2 separate regions of the Pan troglodytes genome follow, and region 1 is linked to region 2. The links are chromatin contacts, called in public Hi-C maps. All regions are on one chromosome and are shown on one strand. Each heading gives the region's core, a stretch centred on a gene start, on an enhancer-like site or on the middle of the called end of the contact. The rest is flanking DNA. Distances are from core to core; before and after follow the strand shown.

The links. A called contact is a pair of places that touch in the nucleus more often than the background predicts.
Region 1: a Hi-C map of stem cell-derived neural progenitor cells shows a contact between it and region 2, with 4 times the contacts expected there. The contact joins the promoter of ZNF746 here to the promoter of ZNF783 in region 2. A contact is called at or near these places in 1 of 7 Hi-C or Micro-C datasets (stem cell-derived neural progenitor cells) and 1 of 1 datasets of contacts at active chromatin or transcription factors (stem cell-derived excitatory neurons).

What each region holds. Positions count from the first base shown.
Region 1 is chr6:164,656,399-164,660,923 of NHGRI_mPanTro3-v2.0_pri, reverse strand. It overlaps ZNF746 (zinc finger protein 746), which reads left to right and starts at 1,734. Exons shown (of 7, transcript XM_009454474.3): 1 at 1,734-2,027. The coding sequence starts at 2,004.
Region 2 is chr6:164,412,705-164,417,230 of NHGRI_mPanTro3-v2.0_pri, reverse strand. It overlaps ZNF783 (zinc finger protein 783), which reads right to left and starts at 2,132. Exons shown (of 8, transcript XM_063815765.1): 1 at 1,946-2,132. The coding sequence starts at 1,969.

The sequences.
Region 1 (4,525 bases), core at 485-2,984, 240 kb before region 2:
AGTTTTCTCCACATTACTCAGGACCCATCCCAAAGACATTTTGATTCAGTAGATATGAGATGGGATCCAGAAATCCATATCCTTCACAAGCTTCCCCAGAGACTGATGCAGCTGCTCTGAGAGCCAGGCTTGGAAATTACTACCTAGAGATGACCCTGGCATATCCGACTCAGCCTGTCAAAAGGGAACTTTTAAAATTGCACACTAAAAATGTCTCTTATTTCTAATGCACTGTATTTCTGTCACCCAGGCTGGAGTGCAGTGGTGTGATCTCCACTCACTGCAACCTCTGCCTCCCGGGTTCAAGCGATTCTCGTACCTCAGCCTCCCCAGTAGTTGGGATTACAGGTGCGTGCCACCACGCCTCGCTAATTTTTTCTATTTTTAGTAGAGACGGGGTTTTGTCATGTTGCTCAGGCTGGTATCAAACTCCTGAGCTCAGGCAATCCACCCATCTTGGCCTCCCAAAGTGTTAGAATTACGGGCGTAAGCCACTGCGCCCGGCCCTAAAATGCTTTATATCTTCCTACATCAATTTTTTTTGGGGCTGTCATCCAGCTCACACCTCTACTACCACCCTCTGGTCTGAAATGCTCTCTGCCTATCAATATTTTGCCAATTCTTCAAGATCCAGCTCAAATTTTATCTATTCTGTATGGTCTGCCTTCTTTGAAAAAGATTACAGATCTCTCACATATTTTCTTATCAGCGTGTGCTAGGCAGTTGGCTAGTTAGTCTTGGGGAATACACAGATGAGCAAGTCGTGTTCCTGAAAGGCAATGAGCCTCTGAAACTACGTGGGGGCCCGTCCAAGGCGCCCTCCTTCCCCTGCTCTGGTTGGCCTCTTTGAGAACATTTAAATTTTTATTTTTCTCTCCTTGTTTAAAAATACTATCCTTGTCATGGAAAAATAAAAACATGAATTGGAAAAAATTAGAAAAGGCATAAAAACGGCCCGTGGTCTATTAAAGGAATAGACCTTTAATAGAACTACTGAGGCCATGTTGATATATATGCTTCCAAACTTTTCAAAACTGTAATTATACATGTACACAGTATATGACGCTACATATGTCCTATATTGTTTTAAAATGTTATTTTTAAAACAAAGACAGGATCGTCCTGGACAGGCTTTTTCTCTTAAAACATCATGAACATCTGTCCCTACCAAGACCTTCACCGAAATAATTTTAAATGATGGTATTGCGTCCCATTGCTCATGCCATTAAAAAAATGTACTGTAATAAACCCATTACAGAAAATGCTAAGTGGTTGCCTACCGGGGTTTACCGAACTATATTCCTGTTGTTGGAAGTATTTATTCCATTTCAAACACAGGTGGGCATGAGTTACATCTGTCCTCCCCAAAATAGCCTAAACCTCCAGACCCAGGACCTCGGGCAGGAGAAGTGCCCGTGGGGCGGGGGAAGGGGAGCCGGGCATCCCAGGGCGAGGGGGCCGCCCTGCCCGGAAGCCCGTGCTCGCCCGCGGGCGCGGCCAGGCGGGTCCCATGAGGGGGACCCTTTCAATAACCGAGTCCTCGGGCTGGGCCGCGGGGCCAGCGCAGTGACTCCCCCCGCGCTCGGCAGTCCGGCCGGGGTCGCAGGGTCGCGGGGTCGGCCCGGGGTCGCTGGGTCCTCCCGTCGGGCCCCGCGGGCGGGGCTGGGCGGGGCGGGGCCGCGGGCAGGCGGGCGCAGCGCCTGCCGTTCGCCTCTCAGGCTGCAGGTGGGGCTGTGCGGCCGCGCTGCCTCCAGGAAGCCTCACGGGCCTTCGTCTGCCGGGCCGCGGCGCCGGCTCCCAGGATGCAGTGTGGACCGGCCGGGCGCTGACGGAGGCGGCGCGACTGCGGGCGGCGCGGCGCAGGGGCAGCCAGCGAGGAGCGGCGGCAGAGGAAAGGCCAGGCAGGCGCCGCCTGCGGAGAGCACCGGGCGGCCGGGCCTGCGTGGTGCCGCGCGCGGCGGCGGCGACGACTTCCTCCGGGCCGGGCGGGACAGCGCAGGGCCATGGCCGAGGCGGTCGCGGCTCCGGTAAGGGCGACCCGCGCGCGCAGGGACTCGCGGCCTGGGGGCCCCAGGCGGCCCGGCCCCGGCACACGGCGCCGCAGGCCCTGGGGAGGGGTTCCGGGGTCCGGGCCGGACCACCGGGCCTGGGGCTCCCGCGAATGGGGCGCGGGGTCCGCCGGGGCCTACTGCGCCGGTCGGCCGGGCCCCCACTCCGAGCCGAAGCCGAGCGCTGGCGGAACGGTTGTCCCCGCGCCGGGGCCGCCCCACGCCAAGTTCTTTGGGCCCTCCGGGGCTTCCTGCCCCCGCCGCAGCCGCTGTCCCCTCCTTCTGGGTGCCCCCCCACCCGCGGCTCCTTTCTCTGCCTGGCGCTCGGCCTGTAGGTCCCTCTCCATCTCCCCCGCAGCGGCCTGGTGGCACCTGGGAGGTGTCCGGCTTCGAATCCGCATACACCGACACCCACTACGTGCCCAGCTTCCCGGGGTCGGCGCGGAAGGGAATATAGAGCCACGCACTTCAACAAGCCCTGTTGAGGCGTTAGTCTGTCCTCACAGCAAGCCTGTGGGATGGGTACTGGTGTTAATCTCTGTCATACAAAAGAAAAACCCGGGGCCTAGAGAACTTAACTTGCCCAGGCTTACCCAGCTGGAAAGTGTGAAAAGACACACAGTGGCTGTGTGTTCAAGGACCAGGCAGACAGGTACGCGGGCAATAATCGTGCAAAACAGAAAGGGGTGAGTGCTGGCGCCCAGGTGGAAGCTGGCGGTTGGCTCCGGGGGAAGGAGTGTCAGGGGGCCTCTTGGTACCGCTGTCCACCCCTCCTGGCCTGATGCTCTGCGCCTCTGTGATTTGAGCCGGGCTTTTAGGGAAGGCTAGGATTTCAGGCCCAGCTAGACCGGTGGTGCTTTCAGGGAGGGAGGAGTGCCTGGGCAAAGGCGCAGAGAGACGGGACAGTGCAGGGCGTGTGCAGGCACAGAAAGGAGTCCATGAGCCTGGAGAAGATGGTTTTGGTTTGGAGGCAGTGGGAAAGGAGTCTGCAGAGAGAGACTAAGAAGGGGTTTGCATGCCTGGACTTCATCCTGCGGGTGGGCAGTGGGTGAGGGATCCGGCTCCTCTTACCATCAGCTCCTCTCAAGCAAAGAGTTTCAGCTCCCCTGGCAGGAGTCCAAGGACAGCCCCACATATTCCAGCCACTTGTCAGTAAGAAGCTGGGCTGGAGTGAGCAGCGCAGTCGCCACCTCCCACCACATAGTGTGAAGGCCTTACACAGGGTTTCCTGGCCCCATCAGAACTGTAAGAAAACCATGCACCTTGTTGTCCATGAGTAAAAGACTAATATTTTCTTAATAAAGTAGTTTAGCAGAGGTCCCTTTCATGCCACACAAAGCCCATAATAATGCACGTGGAGGATGGGTAGGATTTCAGTGGATGGGGAGCTGGTGACCAGTTGAAAGGAAGCTTCTGGAGTAAACTCTTGGCGTCTGGGATCACGTGACAGGGATTGATCTGAGAAAGGAGAGGTGAGGGAAGGAACAGTGGCCTTAGGTGGAGGGTGGACTCAAGCCCAGAACCACGCTGGCCCACTCAGGTGCTGTAGGACCACCTACTCCTTGAGAGCAAGACTCCCACCCGCATTGGGGTTTTCGCCTAGAAACAGTTCAGCTTGTCCAGAACCTCCCAGCTTGAAGACCCCTTAGAGTCCTACCTTCTTTGGGTCCTGCTTCCTTCCAAATAGACAGTATCTTAAGCACTGTCCTAGACAAGTTTGTTTCTCCCTCTGCTCAAACTCTCCTTTTGTCTCTATTTTTTGAGCTGTCCATCCACATTCTAGTTCTCAGTGACTTTCTCTAAGTGAATCCACACTGGTTTCTAGTAGCTACTTCTTCATTTTGGAAATAATCACCAACCTTTTGTTGAGGAATTATTTTGCAGAATGTTGTAAGGAGGCGTTGATCCTCAGGTCCCGATACCAGGAGCTCCTCTGTGCCCTGTAGGTCCCACATTCAGATGTGGGTGGCTCAAACAGTCCAGCTCCCTACCCACCGCAAAATGTGCCCATTCTTCCTTGTCCCAGCTGCCGGTCACTGATACGCCATGTGAACATTTCTAATGACAGGGAAGGCCCCCGTCTCTAATTAAGATGGTTGCTGCCCATATACAAGTCTAACTGTGGCATATATGTACTTTCTTCACCAGACTGCAGGGTACGTCACTGCTCCTGGTACAGCTACAAAAATGTCGGAGGCCGTCATTTTTACCTTGAGGGGGTGGGAATTGGGAAAGAGAAAGAATCTTGTAGGGCTCAGGCAGTGTCAAAAAGCCTAACTCTGGACTGATGGAGATTTGCAGTCCTGGGGATTTTAGCTTGCGGGGGAGGGGCAGATGGGAAGGTGACAAAATGAGACTGTCCTGGGGGAAGAGGAACTGGCCATTAGATTTTTATGTTTGTTAAAAGGGGACATGAGATGCTTTAAAAAAAAAAAAAGAAAGAAAAAAGAAATTGAGCAATACTCTTGTTTGTGCTG
Region 2 (4,526 bases), core at 883-3,382:
TCCTAGAGATTTTCACTGCCCCTCGTCCTTAGCACTAGTAATCTATAATTGCTTCATTCATTCAATAACAATTACTGAACACCTATCATAGTAAATGTACAGTGAAGATGAAGAAAAAACTGATGTGGTTCTTCCTTCTCCAGGAGAAAAATTCTGTGTAGGAATACTTATAAACAACAACAGTGTGATAGGATGGGCTAACAAGAGTCCAGGGCAAATCTGTCCCTTTTGGGGAGTTTTTTGGGATCTCAAGTGCTGCAGGAAGGGAGGAGCAGGTGGACAGGAGTGATCTGAAAGGTAGTGAAGCAGTGAGCCCCAGGCTAGGGGGAGTGGATGATGTCACCTTCTAGGGCCCCCTCTTCCCACGGAACAGGACTATAAACCTGCAGAATCCTCAACCCTTTTTCTCTCCCTTGCACTCAGGGAACCCAAAAAGAAGCTCAGCACGCTCACTAAGAGGAAGGAGAGGAAGTTATACTTTAATTAAAAGTATCCAGAAAAATCAAGGTTTCAAAACCTTCACTGAGGTGTATTAATAATAGTAGGTATCATCTATTGAGCCTTTACAAGCGTTTTCCAGTATGTCAAAAATGGCCAAAGGATTATCATCTCCCAACTGGACATACTGCACTATATCAAACCAAGATTCTAAAATCTGCTAACTGCCCTAACTTATATAGATGAAGATGCCAAAAAAAAACTGATGTGATTCTTCCTTCTCCAGGAGAAAAATTCTGTATAGGAATACTTATAGTGTATTCTTATGAATAAACTTATTCATATAGATATGTATCTGGACAGATAGATAGATAGTTAGACAGATATAAATGAGACAGGCACCTGCGCCTGTAATCCCAGCTACTTGGGATTGGGAGGCTGAGGCAGGAGAATACCTTGAACCCGGGAGGCAGAGGCAGAGGTTGCAGTGAGATGAGATCCCGCCACTACACTCCACCCTGGGTGAGAGTGAGACTCTAAGAAAAAAAAAAAAATATATATATATATATATATATATATATATACACACACACACACACATATGTATATATATAATTTTTTAATTAAAAAATTTTAAAATGGCCGGGCGCGGTGGCTCTCGTCTGTAATCCCAGCACTTTGGGAGGCCGGGGCGGGCAGATCACGAAGTCAGGGGTTCGAGACCAGCCTGGCCAACACAGTGAAACCCAGTCTCTACCAAAAATAGAAAAATTAGCCAGGCGTGGTAGCAGGCGCCTGTAGTCCCAGCTACTTGGGAGGCTGAGGCAGGAGAATCCCTTGAAGCCGGGAGGCGGAGCTTGCAGTGAGCCGAGATCGTGCCACTGCACTCCATCCAGCATGCGCAACAGAGCGAGACTCCCTCTCAAAAAAAAAAAATTAAATAAAATCTGCTACAGTAATCTTTTTTAAAAAAATCTACAATCTCTCTTGTAAACGACACAATCTTTCTCTTTGGCAAAAGTAGAATGAGGCGTTTTAAAGTGTCTAATTCCAAAATCCCTGCGCCGGCGTGAGGCTCCCGCCTCTAACAGATGCGTGACCCTGGGCCTGTCCCTTCCCATCTCAGCCTCCGCTACTGTCCCGTGGGGCTGGCGACCCCTGCCCGCCCAGCCTGCTGTGGGGGGGCCGCGAGGCCTCAAATGGGACAATGCTTCTAAGGCGCGGCCTCCTCGTCGCCGAGCGTGACTCTGGGGCCCGGCCTGGCTGAGGCCGCAGATGAGCCGGATCATCAGCCGCTGACGTCGGGGCCCCGCCCGCCGGGCCTGGCATTTGGGCCGCCCGGTCAATGCCCTCGACGCGGGCTGGGCGATGGGCCGGGGGAAACGAGCGCGGAGGCTGCGCGCAAGGCCCTCTCACCCGGCGGCCCCGCGAGGCCAGAGTCCCTCGCGCGGGCTCACGCGGCGGCGGCCTGGGCCTTCCGGGCGTCCGCGGGGCCGAGGGTGCTTACCCGGGTAGGCGCCGCTTCGGCCATGGCTGCCCGCGTCCCTCGCTGGGTTGCAATCCCTGGACCCGGCCTGTCGGGCCCGGGGCGGCGCGGCGGCGACGGCGGAAGCGGAGCGGGACCCGCCTAACCTGAGAGCTACTGCCGGGCGGCCGCGAACTGCGTCCCGAGCCACGTGCCCCGCGGGCCCTTTAAAAAAGAGCTGCGCTCGGCGGCCGAGCTTGAGGACGCGCACAGCGCCCCCTGCAGCCCGTAGGACCGCACGCCCGCGGCCGCCGCCCCGCGCCCGCCCGAGGCCTTCAGCGCCCGCGGCGTCCGGGACCCAGGCGCGGCCACCCACCCTCACCCGGGGCGCGGGAGTTGACGCCAGGGCGGGCGTGCCACGGCCTCCAGCGGGGCTACGTCAGGCGTAAGCCACTCCCGGGCCAGCGCGGCGCCCAACCTCTCTCTGCGTCCCACGCGGGAGCCGGGAGGGCTGGGGGAAGGAACCGCACTGGAAAGTGCGAAACCTCGCGAGGGAAAGCTGCGTGGGGAACGGGGGCGGCCCTCGCCGCGGCTCCAGTCCGGACCGAGACTCTGTTGCAGCGCCTCCCACGCACCACAGAACTGAGTTGGGGAAAGTAAAAAGGATACGTGTGTACCCAGGGAGAAGCCAGGGAAACTTACATGAACGTTTTTAAAGTCTCTTTTAAATTTGACAGAACAAACGTGAAGATGGTAGGATCTTTTTTTCTTTCCTAAGCCTGCCCTCCCCTCCTGGGGACTCTGGGGTCCCTTCCTCCTCCCGGGGCCCGCCTGGTGAAAGTCCTCAGCCACCCACGAGTACCCTTCTGTAGCTTTGGTCCAGGCTGAGATCACAGCAAGTGTGAATCAGTCCATCCCTCATTTAGGCCCTGAGGCATCTTGAATAAACCGCAGGACCCATTTTCCTCGGCCTGTGCTGAGGCATATTGAACCACATGTGCTGTACGCAGTTGAAGCTTTGTTTTCTGTCTTTTCTGCATTTCCCATTCATCTTACAGTCTTTGTCCAACAAGCTGGCAAACTCTTCCCGCTAGAAATCTGCAGTTTTGTTTCTTTCTGTGTTTGGGTTTGTTTGGGGTTTTTGGTTTTGGTTTTTAGTTTTTTTGGGGGGGGGGAGGTGGTGAGGGTGAGAAGTTATTTTCACAAATATTTGAGCCAAGCAAAAGCGTGGTCAACTATCAGAAAAAAACACCAACTGATATCCTAAGTAAGGTGAACCCCAAAATTTGCAGAAAGGTTAGGACGTGTTACTTTAAGGTAACAAATCAAATAAATATTTGGCATTATTCATTTCGGAAATTCTTGTTGAACTATCCCAATCTAAGACACAAACTGCAAGTATGCACTAAAGACATTAAGAGCATCCCTAGGATCTTATCAGGGATCAGTCCAATCTCTTCAGGATTATAAAATACCAGTAAATGGTGACGTTATAGAATAACAGGTAAGGTCCAATGCAAACAGAAAGGGTCAGGAAAATGGGCCAGGAGCCGTGGCTCATGCCTGTAATCCCAGCAGTTTGGGAGGCTGAGGCGGATGGATGACCTGAGGTCAGGAGTTCGAGACCAGCCTGGCCAACATGATGAACCCTCATCTCTACTAATACAAAAAATTAGCTGGGTGTGGTGGTGAGGTACTCTGGAGGCTGAGGCAGGATAATCGCTTGAACCCGGGAGGCAGAGGTTGCAGTAAGCCGAGATCATGCCATTGCACTCCAGCCTGGGCAACAAGAGCAAAACCCCATCTCAAAAAAAAAAAAGAAAGAAAGAAAGAAAAAGGGTCAGGAAAATGGGCTGGAGACAAAAATGCTAGGATTTAATGAGCTCTGTTGAGGAAAGAGTGCTATAATGTTTGACAGCTAGTCTTCGTTTTTTAGAAAAAAAGTTTCTCTAAGTCAGTGGTACTCAAACTTGAGTGTGCCTCATGTTCACTGAGGGTTCTTGTTAAAAATACAGGATGCTAGGCACAAACCTCAACATTTCTAGGTCTGAAACAGGAGGGGATGAAAGTGATGCGAATTTGCAATTCTAACTAGTTCCCAAGAAATGCTGATTCTATTGGTCTGGTGATCACAGTTCGAAAACCTTGGCACTGTTTATCAGGGTCCCACAGCTACCTCCCATTCCCATGCTCAGATTTTATAAATATATTTAATAAACAAACACTTTGCACCATAATGTGGTTTCTGAGCAGACCAGCCGGGGTGTCAAGCCAGCTCTGATATAAATTAAAATTACATGGTGGCTTTTTTTTTTTAAGACGGAGTTTCGCTCTTGTTGCCCAAGATGAAGTGCAACGGCATGATCTCGGCTCACTGCAACCTCCGCCTCCCAGGTTCAAGCGATTCTCCTGCCTCAGCCTCCCGAGTAGCTGGGATTACAGGTGCCCGCCACCATGCCAGGCTAATTTTTAGTATTTTTAGTAGAGACGGGGTTTCACCATGTTGGCCAGGCTGGTCTCAAACTCCTGACCTCAGGAGATCCACCCACCTCGGCCTCCAAAAGTGCTGGGATTACAGGCATGAGCCACCACGCTCGGCCTACATTCATCTTTAATTGTTAAT